Regions from separate parts of the Mus musculus genome. Here region 2 is linked to region 1. A link is a contact called in public HiChIP or PLAC-seq data. All regions are on one chromosome and are shown on one strand. The core of a region is the stretch at or near the end of the contact, and the rest is flanking DNA. Distances in the headings are between cores, read along the strand shown.

What was found. HiChIP or PLAC-seq counts read pairs in DNA pulled down with a chosen protein or histone mark.
Region 2: an H3K4me3 HiChIP or PLAC-seq map of bone marrow-derived macrophages shows a contact between it and region 1, with 2.1 times the contacts expected there. The contact joins the promoter of Usp19 here to the enhancer-like site in region 1. A contact is called at or near these places in 1 of 484 Hi-C or Micro-C datasets (B cells), 3 of 115 datasets of contacts at active chromatin or transcription factors (bone marrow-derived macrophages, memory CD8 T cells and microglia) and 3 of 9 other capture datasets (liver, macrophages and pancreatic islet).

What each region holds. Positions count from the first base shown.
Region 1 is chr9:108,199,194-108,203,916 of GRCm38.p6, reverse strand. No RefSeq gene overlaps it. Among named protein-coding and RNA genes, the nearest start is that of Bsn, 11 kb to the right of the region's middle. Within about 2 kb of position 2,631, at least 165 of the 459 cell types and tissues checked have an H3K27ac peak or open chromatin away from gene starts, as enhancers often do. A contact at or near this core is called in B cells, bone marrow-derived macrophages and memory CD8 T cells, where this site is marked.
Region 2 is chr9:108,487,776-108,492,866 of GRCm38.p6, reverse strand. It overlaps Usp19 (ubiquitin specific peptidase 19), which reads right to left and starts at 2,191. Exons shown (of 27, transcript NM_027804.4): 1 at 1,972-2,191; 2 at 137-396. The coding sequence starts at 260. Lamb2 (laminin, beta 2) reads right to left here. Exons shown (of 33, transcript NM_008483.3): 25 at 5,019-5,091; 26 at 4,736-4,920; 27 at 4,421-4,662; 28 at 3,993-4,341; 29 at 3,493-3,700; 30 at 3,273-3,414; 31 at 2,914-3,090; 32 at 2,662-2,821; 33 at 2,337-2,583. The coding sequence ends at 2,447.

The sequences.
Region 1 (4,723 bases), core at 1,382-3,881:
TGCAGCAGGAACCCCGTAGATGACCCCACAATTGCTCTCAGTTAAGCTGACCCTCAGAAAGCTCAGCTTAAGATGAAACTGAGGATGATCGAGAAGCTACAGGCTGCACGGGGCTCCAGCTGCTTCCTGTCTTCTTTGCAGGAGGTGAGTTGCTGTTGAGCCTGGTAGATGGCCTGCTCCCCAGCCCTCAGGCCAAGTTCCTATGATCTTGTCTTGGTGGAAGTGAGTCTGCCTATGAACAGAAGGTGATAGGAGGGCAGGGGGCAGGCAGAAGGGTACTAAGAGGAACCTGTTTTTCTACTTGATTTGACGCAGGGCTACTTCCTGGGATCCCTCCAGCAAGGCTCTCCAGTCTGTTATTGAGGTTAGGACAGTGCTGTCTCCAAGGGGCTCCAAGATACCCAGTGAACTGGGGCATGGAGTTGAGATAATGGATTATAGTCAAGAGTCGGCCCTCAAGAGAGGTAGAGAGAAAAGCAGAGGATCTGAATTCTTAGCAATCTTGTGTAGACACTTCCGTGAGAGCCAAGCTCTCTGGATCAATCATGGGCGAGACAAGGCTGTTGGCTAGAGGACCTAGTGTGTTTATGAACGGTGACTCGCCTGGCTTCTAGACTATTGCTAAGATGTAGCTTCTAGCTTCTTTTTCTATGCTCCTGCCAAACGAGCCGCTAGGAGGAGCTCTTCCCTGGTTTCTTTACAATACGCAAGGTCTATTCTCAAATACCGGTCCTTCAAAGCTAAATTTTAGTTTCAGTATTGCTGTCTTAAAAATCCATATCAGAGGCCGGGCGGTGGTGGCACACGCCTTTAATCCCAGCACTCGAGAGGCAGAGGCAGGTGGATTTCTGAGTTCGAGGCCAGCCTGGTCTATGGAGTCAGTTCCAGGACAGCCAGGACTACAGAGAGAAACCCTGTCTCAAAAAAACAAAAAACAAAAAACAAAAAAAAAAAAAACAAAACCCAAAAAACCAAAACCAAAACAAAACAAATCCCTATCAGTCTAGCACAGTAGCACACGCCTGTAATCCTGGCGTGTGTGAAGCAGAGGCATTAGAGGAGTTGAAGACAGTCTTGGCTACATAAAAAAATCTGAGATCAGTCTTGGCTACATGAGACTGTCTTAAAACAAAAAGCCTGCAGTGGCACACACTGTAATCCAGCATTCAGGAGCCAGAGGTTTATGAACCTCTCTGAGTTTGAGGCCAGCTTTGTCTGCATGGTGAGTTCCACTCCAGCCAAGACTACTTAGCAAGATCTTGTCTCAAAAAAGGGGAGATGGCGCCAGGCATGGTGGTGCACACCTTTAATCCTAACACTTGGGAGGCAGAGGCAGGCGGATTTCTGAGTTCAAGGCCAGCCTGGTCTACAAAGTGAGTTCCAGGACAGCCAGGGCTATACAGAGAAATCCTGTCTCAAAACCATCCCCGCCCCCCAAAAAGAGGAGGTGGGGAGCAGGAGAGATGAAATGCTCTCCAGTTCAGAGCACTTGCTATTTGTTAGTCCTGAGGACCCAAGTTCAGTGGCTAACACCCACATCTGGTGTCTCAGCCTCCTGGATGCCCTCTTCTGGTCTTTGTGGGGACCCACACCCAGGACATACATTTAACATAGATACACTTACACATAAATAAAAACAGATCTTTAAAAGTGAAAAGGAAAATGAAAGGGAAAAGATAATCGGTGTGGTAGCACTTGCTGTTAACCCCAGCATTTTGGGAGGAAGGTAGATCTCTTTGAGTTCCAGGTCAGCTAGGATTACACAGTGAGGTCCTATCTTGAAAATAAGAAAAAAAGAAAGAAAAGTTATTTATTTTACTCACTTTCTATAAATTACTGTCTTTGATGCACGATGGCTAAGGCAGAGAAGTTGGCCACATTTTTCCAAACTAGCGTAAGGCAAGTTCCATTCCTAGGTGTGACCCCAACACTATTATTTTGTTTGTATTGTAGAAGATCAAGGTGTTTTTTTTTCCAATTTTTATTAGGTATTTTCTTCATTTACATTTCAAATGCTATCCTGAAAGTCCCCCATACTCCCCCCACCCACCCACCCACTCCCACTTCTTGGCCCTGGTGTTCCCCTGTACTGGGGCATATAAAGTTTGCAAGACCAAGGAGCCTCTCTTCCCAATAAAGACCAACATTTTAAATAAACCTCCTAATGAGGGATGGATTTACCACTTCTTTATGAGGACTCTAGAAGATGCAGAGGAGACAGTAGTTTAAAGGAGGGGTGCCCATCTGCTGGGAATTCCAGTGGTAGGAGCAACAGTTGACACCTACTTTGCTGAAGATGACTCGAATTTCATCTGAGACCACGTCTCTTGGGGGTTCTGTGAAGCCCAGATCTCTAGGCAGGTTCAGGACCAGAGCAAGGATTAGGTCTCAATTTGATAGTGGCTCCACAAGCACGCCAAGGAAGCCCCAGCTGACTAGCCCCAAAGGAGAACAATGTCTCCCGACTACCAGGAGATAGCGCTATAGGACTAAGAGGCCAGCAGTGGGCGGGGCTTGAAGAGGTGGGTTGTGGGTGGGAACAAGAATGCCGCAGGCATCAGAAAGTCGGGCTGTGTGCTGGAATGACTTAGGGAGGGAGGGGCTAAATTGCGCCAGCATAGCTGGGAAGGGAGGGGCCACCCGGATGTGGGCAGGACTGAAGCAGAGAGGCGGGCGGAGCGGTCCTCTAGTGGCGCTCAGGCTTCACTACCCTGCTGGGTTCTGAGAATGTGTCTGGTAATCCGAGGCTGTCATTCACATAATACATTCTCTCTCCTAAAAGGAAGCCTGCAGGGGAATGGGTGACGTTGAGGCCCTGGCTTTGCGCTGGCTTCTGCTCTGGGGTTTGAATTCTGCCTGCAAAGTTTGAATTCTGGTGTATTATATAGTCCTTAGGATTCTAACTACTCGTCCTAGCAAGATGGCTTAGTGTAAGGGCGGTTGCCTGAATTTGATCTCGTGATCCATATGTTGGAAAGAGAACTCTTGAAAGTTGGTTTCTGATTCAGATTACTAAACAAATAAACGTGGGTTGGGGAGACCCTCATCCTTTGCCAGCACAAAGTTCTCTCTTACTTTAAGACCTGTGCTCCATGGAGTCTAATTTCCACAATTTGGGTTTGTTGGATTTGTAGTCTCTCCTTCTTCGATCCTGAGAGCATCCGAGGCAGGGGATAGCCTGATAGGGTACTTCGGGATTTGGGAGCGTCTAGACTAGCAGTTAGGCACATCTGGTTGTTGGAGTCGTTTTAGTCTGTACTCCTGGGCAAAGAACATGACCCGAGAAACGAATGGGGATGGAGAATTGGTGGCTCATTCTCTTGTGGACCTGGGGCCTGAGTGCCCTGAAACGCCAGAGAATGCCTTTCCTCAGACTGTCCAGCTCCCGGCACACACTGGGAGAGCAGGTGATCGCTAGCTGGCCAAGAACGCTGTTGTTCTCTGTCTACAGGGTAGCTTAGTCTCAGGATATAGGGACAGATAAGTTTGGAGCCTACCACAATGGGGCAAGCTGAGGATAAGTCAGCCTTCCTACACAGTGACTTGAACTTAGTGCTCCAGGATCATGCCCCACTTCCCTTAGATACTAAGGGAACCTACGGTTAACAGTCTAAGGTTGAGAGCACACTTGGGGGTTGATCCTTTGGGGTCAAATGGCCTTTTCACAGAGGTTGCCTAAGACATTAGAAATCACAGATATTTACATTACACTTTACAACAGTGGCAAAATTACAGTAATGAAGTAGCAGCGAAAATAATTTTATGGTTGGGGGGTTACCACAACATGAGGAACTGTATCAAAGGGTCTCAGCTATGGGGAGGTTGAGAACCACTGTAAGTCTTAGAACGTCTTCTAAAGAAGGTCTTGGGAAAGAGAGGTGGAGCAAAGAGCTGGTCCAGTTAGTGTCAGAGGTGGGTGGACCTCTGAGGGAGTCTCTGAGAGGAAACTAGCTTTGTTTCAGATGCATTCATCCTCAGGGAGCCCAGGGTTGAGATGGGCAGGAACTGGCCATGGGGATTCTGATGTGGATGTAGACCTGCTGGATGCAGGAGCTCATGTCCTGTAGCATGTGTATGTGTGTGTGTGAGGGTGTATATGTACATGAGGGTGTGTATGTGTGTGAGTGTGTGTATGTAAGGATATGTGTGTGTGTGTGAGGGTGTGTATGTGTGTGAATGTGTGTAATGTGAGGGTGTATATGTGTGTGAGTGTGTGTATGTAAGGGTGTGTATGTGTGTGAATGTGAGTGTGTGTATGTGTGTGAGTGTGTGTATGTGTGTGAATGTGAGTGTGTGTATGTGTGTGAGTGTGTGTATGTGAGGGTGTGTGTGTGTGTGTATGTGAGAGAGAGTGTGTGTGTGTGTTGGGATGAGATGAGAATACTTGATTTTCCTGTGTCTAGTGTATGCTTAGAGTGAGGACAGTGGTGCAGCTCAGTTTGTAGTGTTTGCCCAACAAGCATAAAGCCTGGGTTCCATCCCTAGCACCATAAAAACCAGATGTGCCTTGGAAGACCAACAATCCCAGCACCGCAGAGGTGAATACAGGAAAAGTTCAAGGTTTCCCTCCTCTACAGTGGTACATGTATTCAATCCTAGAATTTAGGAGGCAAAGACAGGTGACTTTGCCTGTGACTTTGAGGCCAGCCTGGTCTACATAGCAAGTTTCAGGACACCCAGGGCTACATACTGAGACCTTGTTTCAAAACAAACAAACAAACAA
Region 2 (5,091 bases), core at 942-3,441, 290 kb before region 1:
CCCAGCCTGCCATGGATCTTTTTCTCCCCATCAAACCAGGATAGAGGAGGAAGAGACAGGACCCCCACCCCCACCCCAATACTTGCATGTCCAGTGATAAGGGAAGCCGTAGGCACTCTGGAAAAGCCCCTCCTACCTCTCCTAGCATCTCCATCTTTACTTTCCAGGTTTGCTCGATCCTTCTGTTTCTTCTTACTAGTGGCCTCTTCCAGTCCTGGCGGCCCCCTCCTGGGCCCTGTAGCACTGGCCCCTGCAGACATCTTGAGCCGCTTGGTAGCCAGCCAGAGTGGCCCAGAGTCGGCAACAGCGTCTGGGTCAGGGCTGCGGCGCTTTCTTCCCGGCCCAGCTATCTTGGCAACTCTTTGTGGCCAAATTCTTCAGCAAAGAACCAAGAGCCTAATGAAAATAGACCACGAGTCACTGCCAAGGCCAAGTGATCTGCTCCCTGCCTACAAGGGCTGAGCAACGCAGGCCTCTCTGAACCCTAATGGGCAGGATTCTCACCAGCTGAGGCAGCCATGCGCACTGTGAGGCTACCCTGTGAGGAAATAAATAATTCAAGCAGTGGCAAGTGCTTCAGGCCACGCCTCCTGGGTATCTACAGAAACCCACAACGCTGGAAGGCTGCACTGAGGAAGTGCTAGGTCAAGGCAGTTGTGGCCTGGGACCAGGATCATCCTCTGGATGAGAGCCATGGCTCCAACCCACAGGTCTGCACTCTGAGCAGCCTGCTCTGCTTCCTTCACTCTCGCCGGCTGCTTAGTCACCGCCAGACAAGTAGAGAGTGAAGGAGTCAGGCAGCAGAGAGGGAGACCAAGGAATAGTCAGAGCAGCAGAAGGGCAGACTCTGAAGCTGAAAACGGCCCCAGGTGCTGCCACTAACCAGAAAGGCTCTGGTACTAAAGCATCTAGTCTGCTTCCTGCCGGCTCCTATTTTTTGCCATAAACCAGCTCCTGAAACTTGATCTTTTGTTTCCACCTAAAGAAGGATCGATCTCTCTCTCCTCAGCCTTAAAGATTAGGAGTGGAGGCGGGTGGTGGTGGCGCACGCCTTTAATCCCAGCACTTGGGAGGCAGAGGCAGGCGGATTTTCTGAGTTCGAGGCCAGCCTGGTCTACAGAGTGAGTTCCAGGACAGCCAGGGCTACACAGAGAAACCCTGTCTCGAAAAAAAAAAAAATGAGGAGTGGACTCCAGTTTTAAGACACGGTGATAGGCTTAACAACGAAACAGACATCACCCCTGTCTCCAGGTTCCTTCCTTCATCATCAGCTCTGAGCCACGGAGGCCTGATCTGTTTCCCACCTGTGTGTGGATTCGGGCTCCCTCCATCCAAAGTGAAGTTCTCAAAACTAGTGAGGGTGGAGATGGAACGTAGACCTAGTACTAGCCCTGGCAGCCTCAAGCCCGGCTTGCGAGACGAAGGAGATTGAACTGTAGCCTGTGTTCCCTTAGGGGAGAGTGGGGTGATAAAAATACCCTTGGACGATAAGAGTGATGAGCGGAATCTTTAGTGACAGTCCGTCCAGGCCTCTGGGCAGAGCACCCGCCGTTTCCTCCTTACACCGAGGCCCGATTCACAGCCGGAATCCCTCCCCCATGCTCTGAAAGCCGTCGAAGCGGCAGAGAAACTATCCGGAGATCCCAGCTGGTTAGAGAAGCTGCGCAGAGTTACTGAACGCAGACCAACGCCCCGGCTAGGATGCTGCCCTCCTCCAGCCTCCGAATCCCAGGCCTGCCACCACCTCCTCCAGGAAGCCACCCTCGCTCGCCGCTAATCCTCTTAAAAACAGAGAGGCCGGCCACAGGGGTAGCATAACGGCTCGGTCGGCATCGGTAGGCCGAGCACGCCGCGAGGCTCGAGATGTCGGGGCTGGCACGGCCCGTGACCTTGAACAGGCCCGCCCCGGGCCAACCTTGCGGCCTTCCCCCGCTGCGGCCAAACCGGCGACTTGAGGCCCACACCACTCACCGAGCGAGACCGCCGCCACCAGCCCTCTTCGGGCCCTGGCAACACGCTCTCGATTCCGGTTCCGGCGTCGGGTCGGTTCCGGTTCCGGCGCGCCCCTCCCCCGTCCCGGCTCCTCCGCCACCGCCGCCTTCGCCGCTGCTTCAGCCGCTTGTTTTGTTTCGACTTCTAGCTACGGCTACGGGAGGCGGGGTGCCGAGCTGATGACGCACTTCCGGCAAGAGTGGGAGCTCTTGGTGAAGGGCAGCTTTGGGGAGGGCGGGAAAGGAAGAGGAGGGGTTCCGGTGCTCGGCCTCTGCTGGTAGCCTACAGCTGATGGCGTGTATAAAGGTCCTCCGCCCCTCCCATCAAAGGCCAGACAACACAGAGGAGGTTCACACAGGTTTATTGAAAGCTCTTGCTAGCCAGGAGCTCTTTAATGTGCGGACGATCGTGTGCAGAACAGTGCTTGGCGACAAGGCTAGGCCCTAGGGAGTGGTCACTGGCAGGTGTTGTAGATCTGGACCTGCAAGTTGATGGCCTGGAGCACACTGCGCATCCTGGCTTCCAGCCCATCCAGCTGGGCCGCTTTGCCCTCCAGTGCACGCTCGTTCTCCTCATATGTGCCCTCCAGCTCTAGAAGGGTCAAGAAATAGTTCAAGTCTTTTCTCACGCAAGCCCACCTTTCTAGCTCCCGCCCACCATGGTCCTCACCCTGTAGCCGCTGCAGCTTATCCTGAGCGGCCTGCAACAGGTCCCGAGCCTCATCCCGCAGTTGTTCTGCCCTGGCTTGTGCAGCCAGAACACCTTCAGCCTTCCGCTCTGCCAACGCCCTCACTGTTTGGTATTGGTCACCTACTTGTTCCCGTAGTTGCTGCAGATGTAAGAGGCAGGGTCGGTATACTAATTCAGTGGAATTCTAACTATAATACCCCTACCCCATCCAGAGGGCTTCGCCCAACCCACTTTCTCAGCCTCCCTGGCACGGCTCTGGGCACTGCCTGCTGTTTCTTCCGCTGTAGATGCTGCCAGGCTATTTCCTGCCCGTTTCAGTTTCAGGGCCTCCAGGAGGGCGTCTAATTGCCGAGCCCGCTCACCGGCAGAGTTCAGAGACTTCTCTGCACCTGCCATCCTCTCCTGGACCTGCCACAGAAAGGCCCAGGTTTAACAAATCCACCTTTAGTACCAGCAACTGAGAAGGAGAAGCAAGTTGATCTCTGTAACTTCCAGGCTGCCCAGGGCTACACAGTAAGACCTCCCTGTCCCAGACAAAGCAAGCCAGATCCTTAGTACATGCCCATCACCTCGTCCTAAGGAAGTCATACCCGCTGCAGGGTCTGCTCTGTGTTTTGTGTGTCAACCACTGCTCCCCAGATGGCACCCTGAGCAGCTCCTTGTGCCCTCTGAGCCTCCTCCAGTGCCGCTTGGACTGTCTCTGCCTTCTGTCTCTCACCCTCGGCCCGGCTCCTGAGGAAGAGGGGAGATCAGGGTCTACAGGTATCAGGACCAGGTTTCAGGAATGGGGACCAGGCTTGGGGGTCAGACCGTGCCCGGTGCGCATCTTGCAGTAGCTGTTCAGCCCGACGCACGTCGCCCATGGTATGGGCCAGGATTGTGTCCACGTCGGCCAGGCTTCGGACGCGTTCTGCAATCTCACTGGCTAGGCGCTGGATCTGCTCGGGTGAGGCCGGGATGGAGATGTCTAGCACCCGAGTCGCTACCATTTCAATACTGTCAGGATCGGCTCCCTCCTCTATGGAGACACAGGCAAGGGCTTAACAGTCTCTCCTGCATGACCTTGGGAACACAATCTTGGTATTCTGGGGTCTCAGACTGCACATGCAATAGGAGTTTGCTAACAGGCATAAGGATGTAACCAAGGAACAGGGACTATATAAGGGACACAGACTTAGGGACATTGACTGGACAGGGACTCAGGGCCAGACATAGGGTTATAAACACATGTCCATTGCAGACACCGAGACTCAAGTACACACAGACACAAGGGAAGCAAGCACATGGCCTGGGCCACATGGGAGGCTCACGGCTGAGGAAGTCTTTCACATTCTGGATAAGTTCTCGAAGCTCCTGATTGGCCTGTTCCACCTGGCCCCTGGAAGCATTAGCCTTGTCCAGGGCTGCCTGTGCTCGCTGCTGTGCCTCTTCTGCCTGCCGACGAGTCTCAGACACCCGGCTGAGGATGCCGCCACCTTCTACCAGTGCCCGCTGCAGCTCTGCCTGCGTGTGCCGAGCCCGGCCCAGCGCTAGATCTGCCGTGGCTGCTGCCCCACTGCAACCGAGGCCACCACAACGGGGCTGCCCATCTTCATCCCGACATCCGGCACCCCCACAAGGGCTGGTGGCACAGGGTGCGTCCCCTGGTGCCCCACACACCTGCCAGGCACAAAACAAATCAAGGTCCTGTGGGAAGAACACCCACACCCACCTGTCCCTCTCCATACTTGCACCTCACCAACTCATTTATGCCCGTCAGGCTCAGGGTGTGGGCATGTGCAGAGAGCCGTCCCAGTGCCTGCTGGTTGGCCAAATGTTGGCGGTTGAAGTTTTCTTTTTGGGCACCCATTAGCACTTCCGTCCGACGCCGGGTATCTGCTGAGTTGCTCACAGGGCTGGGTACTGCAAAGGTGGAGGCGTTGGCACGGCGCTCTGCCTCTGTGGACTGGCTGTGGGCATGTCGGATGCTGTCATAGGCACCTAAGTTGGGTCGAAGGGGGTCAGTCAGCTGAACGTCCGCCTGGCCTACCCGCCTGGTTACCCAGCAACTCACCTAAGAAATTTGAATGTTTGAGGATCTCCAGATGCTGATCCAGCTGCCTCAGGGTGAGATTAAGCGCAAGCCCGTCTCTCTCCAGACCACTGAGTGCATGGTTGGCATTGAAGTTCTCATCCTGCACAGCTGTTAGCTCTGCTTCTAACTGAGTCAGGCGCTCGGTGGTCTTCCCGATTTCATGACTGTATCAATGGGGGGACATGTTTAGAGAAGCCTCAGTCCAGATCTCTCGGGCCTTTGCTCCACCCCACCATATTTTTTATTTTAGCCCCATCCGTACCGTAGTCCCTCTGTGGCCTCTACAAGCTTCGCCGTAGAGGCGGCTGAGGCATTGCGGGCACTCATAATGGCCT